Linked DNA regions of Macaca mulatta: region 2 is linked to region 1. A link is a contact called in public Hi-C data. All regions are on one chromosome and are shown on one strand. Each heading gives the region's core, a stretch centred on a gene start, on an enhancer-like site or on the middle of the called end of the contact. The rest is flanking DNA. Distances are from core to core; before and after follow the strand shown. Region 1 holds the start of DHRS7B (dehydrogenase/reductase 7B). Region 2 holds the start of TMEM11 (transmembrane protein 11).

Region 1 (3,471 bases), core at 266-2,765:
AGCCTGATTGGTTGCAAGAGGGGACCAATCAGAGGTACCTTCAGTTTTTCATCTGCCAGGCAGAAAAGTAGGGCAGGTTGCAAAGGGAGTAGCTTCTGGTCCTTTTGTTACTTGGGCATGGAAAGTTCCGGTTTTCCTTTTGATTTAGTTCTAGGAAGTCAGTGTGAATTGGCCTTAGGTTCCCTGCCTCCAGACCCTACTTTCCTGCCTCACAGGTTCATATTGGGTTTGTTAAAGGATATTCAAACTTTGTGAATAGGCAAGCAGGAATCTAGAGTTTCTAGAACATTGGAGAGGGACCAGGAGGGTATAAAAACTTGTGTGAAAACACCAAAAATAAATATTTAGTTAAAAATAAAATTTCCCACTTTCAGAGTTTGTGGATATCTGTAAGAATTTCCATGATATATTAATTCGTTAAAGTGAATAAAAGCAAGAACAGAAGGGTGTTTCAGAATGCCATTGCTTGTGTAACAAGGGGGTGTTGAATATATATATAATTGCTTGGTTATCAATAAACTGGCTCTGAAAGGACACACATAGCTAATAGCATTGTTACCTAGGGGGAGGTGAAGTGGGTTCCTGGAGAACAGAGAGGGAGATTTTCCACCTTACACATATTTGCCATCTTATGAATTTTGAATGATGAGAGTCCCCCCACCCCTTCCTTCCTCTGCCCTGCCCCTTCCTTCCTCTGCCCTTTACTCTCAATATCCTCTTTTCATGCTTTTTTTTTTTTTTAAATCACTTCAGGTCCTTCAAAAAATTTATTTGCAAGAAGTACGTATATATTCTGAATAAAATTCATTTTCAGATATATGTATTTCAAATATCTTGTCTGTTCTATTGTCTTTCCCTTTTCTCAATGGGGTCTTTTCGGTATCTTATAGTTACTGACGCCCAATTTATCAGCCTTTTCCTTTAGGACTGGCACTTTTTGTGTTCTGCTAAAACGTTATTTTCCTCTCTCATGGTTATGATATTCTGCGATTTTATTGTCTAGAGCTGTGCTGTTCACATTCAGGTCTACCATCCATCTAGAATTATTTTACTTGAGATAGGAGTCAAGGTTCATTTTCCCCCAATCGACATTCAATTGACGTAGCACTATATATTGAACAAAACTTTCCTTATTGCATTACCGTGGCTACTTGTAGGAGGAAAAAGTGACGACATAGCTGCGGGTCTGTTTCTGGCCTCTCTCTTTTTCATTCATTGTTTTTACCTTTGTACCAGTTATCACACTGTTCTGATTACTGTGGCATTATAATCATCTTGATAACTGTATCGTGAATTCTCCAACTATGTTCTTCGCCGAAAGTCCACGGAACACCAGCCACGACCTTCGGAATTTCCCTCCGGAAGATGAAGGCACTGTAGTTATGCAGGTGGACCCTGTTCAGATCTCTGGTTTAGCGGGTCCTACGTACACCTTGAGGGACGCCCGCCCAACGCGCATGCGCAGCCTCAACGCTGTGATTGGACGGAGCCTCGCCGGCTGCGTACACGTCACTTCCGAGGCGGGAGGATGGATTGACTATGGTCTCTCCGGCAACCAGGTAGGGGCTGGGGAAGAAGGAACCTCCGAGATCAGGGAATAGGGTCTGGCCTTGAGCTGAGGCGACTCCCCGGCCTGGGTGAGGGGAAGCGGTGTAGTGGTAGAGCGAAGGCCGCGGGCCCTGGGGGAGCGCGCGGAATCCCGGGCGGCTTTCGGATCCCCGCAACGCGGAACTCTGAAGGAAGACAGCCCAGTCGCTGGGACCAGGGCTTTGGTTCCGGCGAGTGCTTTGCTGGGAACCCCGCCTGTCGCCGAGGTCTCTTGAGTCCGGTTTCCGCGGCTGGAAATGGGTGTCGCGCTGGGCGCTGTGTGTGAAAGGCCTCTGCTCCCAGAGGGCTCTTGGCTCGAGCCTGTTTATTCCCGCATTTCTGCGCGACGTAGGGGAGCCCCCGCAGCGTGTGCCTGCGGCAAGACCGAGGGTTGAGCGATGGGGGACGGTGGCACCTTAGCCAGTGACGGCGAGTTAGGATTAGCCAAAGGAATTCCTGTTTTTCAGAAGGCAGAAGGAGGGTGCTGACTCGAGCGTCCACGGGAATGGCTGTTTGAGATGTCTTGCTCTTCCAATACTTACTCTGGGGCTTCCTGGCTGTGCGGCTTTGGGCAAATGTTTTAAACTCGGAGTGTCTGTTTCTTCAGCTGTAACTTTGGGAATAACAAACCCACTCATAAGGTTGTTGTGAAGCGTAAATGAGACTGCACTTGCAAGGTGCTCAGCTGGTGTCTGGCACATAGTAGGTATTCAACAAATGGTAGCCACCTAATGCTCTTTTTTCAGTTTCTAAACGTTTGTGTAATGATTTGAGAATCGTGAAGTTACTTTTGAAATAACGTTTGGGTTTCATACACTCATACATTTAGTAAGGAGAATACTTGCTTACACTGTTGCCGATTGCAACGGTGTGTTTGCGTAATGGAAGCTATGTTTGTGCCTTTATCAAGGGTGTGGAATATGCCTTCCCTACCATGTACATGTCCCCTTTTCTCCATTCCTTAATAATAGTTGATATTTTTTGAGTGTTTGCTATGTTCCAGGCATTGTACTAATCCCTTTACTGAATTACTCAATCCCGTAATAACCCTAATAATAGGAACTATAATCTTCATTTATGGAGGGAGAGATGGGCTTAGAGATGTTGAGAAATTTATCCAAAGGCATAGAGCTATTAGCCAGGCATGGTGGCACACGCCTGTAGTCCCAGCTACTTGTTGGGACCGAGGCAAGTGGATTGCTTGAACCTGGGAGACTGAGGCTGCAGTGAGCCGAGATCACGCCATTGTATTCAAGTCTGGGTGACAAAGTGAGACCCTGTCTTAGCTGGGTACGGTGACTCACACCTTTAGGGGCTGAGGCGGGCGGATCACCTGAGGTCAGGAGTTCGAGACCAGCCTGGCCAACATGGTGAAACCAGTCTCTACTAAAAAATACAACAATTGGCTGGGCGCTGTAATTCCAGCACTTTGAGAGGCCGAGGTGGGCGGATCACAAGGTCAGGAGATCGAGACCATCCTGGCTAACACGGTGAAACCCCGTCTGTACTAAAAAAATTACAAAAAAATTAGCCGGGCGTGGTGGAGGGCTCCTGTAGTCCCAGCTACTCGGGGGGCTGAGGCAGGAGACTGGTGTGAACCCGGGATGCGAAGCTTGCAGTGAGCCGAGATCCCGCCACTGCTCTCCATCCTGGGCGACAGAGCAAGACTCCGTCTCAAAACAAACAAACAAAAATTAGCGGGGTGTGGTGGTGGGTGCCTGTAATCCCAGCTACTCGGGAGGCTTTGGCAGGAGAATCGCTTGAACCTGGGAGGCAGAGGTTGCAGTGAGCTGAGATCCCGCCACTGCACTCTAGTCTGGGCTACAAGAGCGAGACTCCGTCTTGGGGCCGGGTGGGGGGGAAGTGAGACCCTGTCTCAAACAA
Region 2 (3,471 bases), core at 292-2,791, 85 kb after region 1:
TTTTCTTAGATCAATAAAAGCTTAACCTGTGCTGGCAAGGCTCCTGTTCCCTGCCTGAGGCATCCCTATAAGGCTCTCTTCAGTTGCTTTTAGTCCAACAAGAGGGCGAACGTTTCTAAAACTTTGTTTTCTAAACAGGTTATTTCCTATTACTGTTTGCATTGAATATCTTGAAAATGTTTGCTAGTTTTTAAGGGCATCTGAAAACCACTGAGGTAACTTATTTAAATGGTCCAATCTAAGAAATACCAGGCGGGAGTTAAAAAAACAAAAGTGTGTTTACCACTGCTTTTCCAAGGAAGAGGAAATGCAGAATGGGCGACGTTGGCTAACTGGGCTCAAGAATAAAGTGCAAGCAAGCTAACGGACTCTATCACAACTGCCAAACAGGAAGAATCTTCCCAGCTGGGAAAGCCATCTGCAAGCAATAGCAATGAACACGGGATGGAATCAGTCATAGAAAAGGAATAATGCAGAGTAGTTGACAGGCAGAGAAATTTTCTGGTTAGACAATCTTCACCAAAGAGACGGGGAAAAAAACAACAACAGCAAAACCAAAACTTTCCTTTTTTGCTGACCGCTGCTGTTAACAATCAAGCTTTAGCGGATAGTTCATCCAGGTGGCTCCACCAATATACATCCTCTCCCAAAACTTCTAGCGGCTGAACAGCTTCTAGTGGCTTCCACTAGCTGAAACTGCTTCCCAGAAGCAAAAACTGCAACTTGAACATGTAACACGGAAACTACTCCAATCTCATCTTCTAGAAATCAGTTACTCAAATGGAGGTCTCTGTTGGAAGAAACACGCTCCTAGCTCCCTACCCACACACCATTCATTAGGAAAGGTCACTTTAATTGACTTCCACGGCAGGAGCGCTTGCACAGAACCATCCAAAAGTCTCCAGAATCGCCCCTCGAGGAAGTGGACGGCTCCGGGCCCGGAAGAGACACATGTGGTGGGAGCTAAAGCTCCCTGGTAAACGTGCAGATCAAACTACCCCTGCCGCAGCCGGCCTGCTCTGTGAAGGCTTCACCTTCTTTCTCTCTCCAGGGGCCCTGCCTTCCTCGCCACGTCGGGGGCCGCGGGCGAGATGGCCACGCGCGCGGCCAAGCGGGAAGGGTGCCGATCAGCCCGCGGCTAGGCGGGTCCCTGAGGCCTGCGCTGGGCGCCAGTTCCTCTCCGCACGGCCCGGCCTCGAGCCCCACCCCGCATGACCGCTGCCCACCTTACCCAGCCCGGCTAACGCCCCTTCCCCTAAGCTCTCCGCCGAAGCCTTCGACCTCGCTCCTACCCGGATCCCGGATCCTCCGGAACTGGAACCCCGTATGCCAGGCGGGGGTCGGGGGAGCCCGGGGATACCAGGGCAGGAAGGCTGCTGCAGCCCCCGGAGGCCGCGCTGGGCTCTCCGGCCCCTGAGCCGCCTGCACCGTGGGCAACAAGCCCTTGGATCTCACCTCTCTCGGGCGCTGCCGCCACTGCTGCCCGGGCCAAGACGCCTCCTTCCCCAAGCGGCCATCTTGGAGACACTCCGCTTGCCAACGTCTCGCGCCAAGGCGGCATCGGGAGAGCAGGCGGGCCGACGGGAAGTGTAGTCCGGCCCGCTGTCCCGGGACGCTCGGCAGGCGGAAGCCGGGCCTGGCGGAACTACCGCGCCCACAAGGCAGCGCGCCAGAAGCCCCGCCCCCGGGGTCGCCGGGGCCCGTAGTCCTTCTGCGAGGGCGCGAGGACCCCCAGGAGCAGTCCTGGGTTCAGACATTTTTGAAGAAACTGAGTTCCCGGCGTTCGCAGCCTGGGAGTCACAGGCGCCCACCCACCGGTAGGTCCTTGGGTTTCGAGAGCCAGCCAGCTGAAGGAGAGAGAAGAGGAAAGTGCCTACAACTCCCAGAGCACCGCGCGTAGGCGCCCGGCGCCGCCGTCCCGGCCCGCCAGGCCGCGTCTCCTGCCGGGGACCGCCGCGCTGTTTGCGGGCCTCTAGCGCCCGGCCCCTCCGCGTCGCCCCGCCTGCTCTTCACAGCCTTGGCCCATAAGGTCACCGAGGGGCGGGAGACGCCGCCCGGGTCCTCCTCGGAGTCAGGCGCTGCTCCCGCACCATCCCCCGCCCAATTCAGACTCCGGGGTACTTTGGGGAGGCCGAGACAGACACGCTGTCCCGGCTGCCACGGAGGTCCCTGCTTGCAGGTGCAGGCTGTTAGAGGAGAGGGTCTGAACGCAAGGAAGGGGAATAGCTGTATGATAACTGCTTGAAGGAGAGAGGGCCCTGCGACAGCGACAGCCCTGTTTCAGACAGGGCCTCCAGGCCTCAGACTCAGTCCCTGCCACGCACCCACTCTTGTCCTGTCCGCTGCGACGGCATAATCTCGGGATCTTTTTTTTTTTTTTTTTTTTTTTTTTGAGACGGAGTCTTGCTCTGTGCCCCAGGCTGGAGTGCAGTGGCCCGATCTCGGCTCACTGCAAGCTCCGCCCCCCCGGGTTCACGCCATTCTCCTGCCTCAGCCTCCCGAGTAGCTGGGACTACAGGCGCCCGCCACCTCGCCCGGCTAATTTTCTTGTATTTTTAGTAGAGACGGGGTTTCACCGTGTTAGCCAGGATGGTCTCGATCTCCTGACCTCGTGATCCGCCCGTCTCGGCCTCCCAAAGTGCTGGGATTACAGGCTTGAGCCACCGCGCCCGGCCAATCTCGGGATCTTTGAAAGCAGATGCGGGGCTAAACCATCCCACCTGACGGGAACCCTGCCCCAGGACCTGACATCTCCTTGTCTGGACACTGCTGTAACGAGTCAGTCAGGAAGGACTAACTGGAACCCAGAGATTCCCAGGTGCTGCTGCCTCAGACCTGTGGACTCTTTGGGGGATCTCTTACAGTTTGTAAACTTCTCAGTTCCTCTACTGCTCCCACACACAACGTTGCTAAACATATTAGTTGGCCCCATAAATACTTGAGCAAAACAAATGCAAAAATCTGCCCCAAATTCAGCCTAGAAGAAGTCCAGCCCGGCGTGTCACACTTCCGTGTAGTGGAACCCCCGTCCCCACCCACCGCAGGCCACAGCAGGACGGCCAGCAGAAGGAAAGGCGACCCTCTCATTGTTGAGGATTCCTTTTGATTTCCTTACAGCTCACATTCTACCACAGTTTTAGCTGCTTACAATCCTCTCACCGTTCCTCATCACTTATAGTGTGTGATTCAAACTCCTTAGCACAATCAAGAAACACCCCCCCCCCGCCCCTAGACCGGGCGCGGTGGCTCTCGCCTGTAATCCCAGCACTTTGGGAGGCCGAGGCGGGCGGATCACGAGGTCAGGAGATCGAGACCATCCTGGCTAACACGGTGAAACCCCGTGTCTACTAAAAATACAAAAAAATTAGCTGGGCGTGGTGGCGGGCGCCTGTTGGCCCAGCTGCTCGGGAGGCTGAGGCAGGAGAATGGCGTGAACCCGGGAGGCGGAGCTTGCAGTGAGCCGAGATCGCG

Evidence for each region. A called contact is a pair of places that touch in the nucleus more often than the background predicts.
Region 2: a Hi-C map of liver shows a contact between it and region 1, with 2.9 times the contacts expected there. The contact joins the promoter of TMEM11 here to the promoter of DHRS7B in region 1. A contact is called at or near these places in 2 of 14 Hi-C or Micro-C datasets (cortical neurons and liver).

The regions. Positions count from the first base shown.
Region 1 is chr16:22,019,208-22,022,678 of T2T-MMU8v2.0, forward strand. DHRS7B (dehydrogenase/reductase 7B) reads left to right here and starts at 1,516. Exons shown (of 7, transcript NM_001261025.1): 1 at 1,516-1,559. The coding sequence starts at 1,540.
Region 2 is chr16:22,104,008-22,107,478 of T2T-MMU8v2.0, forward strand. It overlaps TMEM11 (transmembrane protein 11), which reads right to left and starts at 1,542. Exons shown (of 2, transcript NM_001266370.1): 1 at 1,456-1,542. The coding sequence starts at 1,517.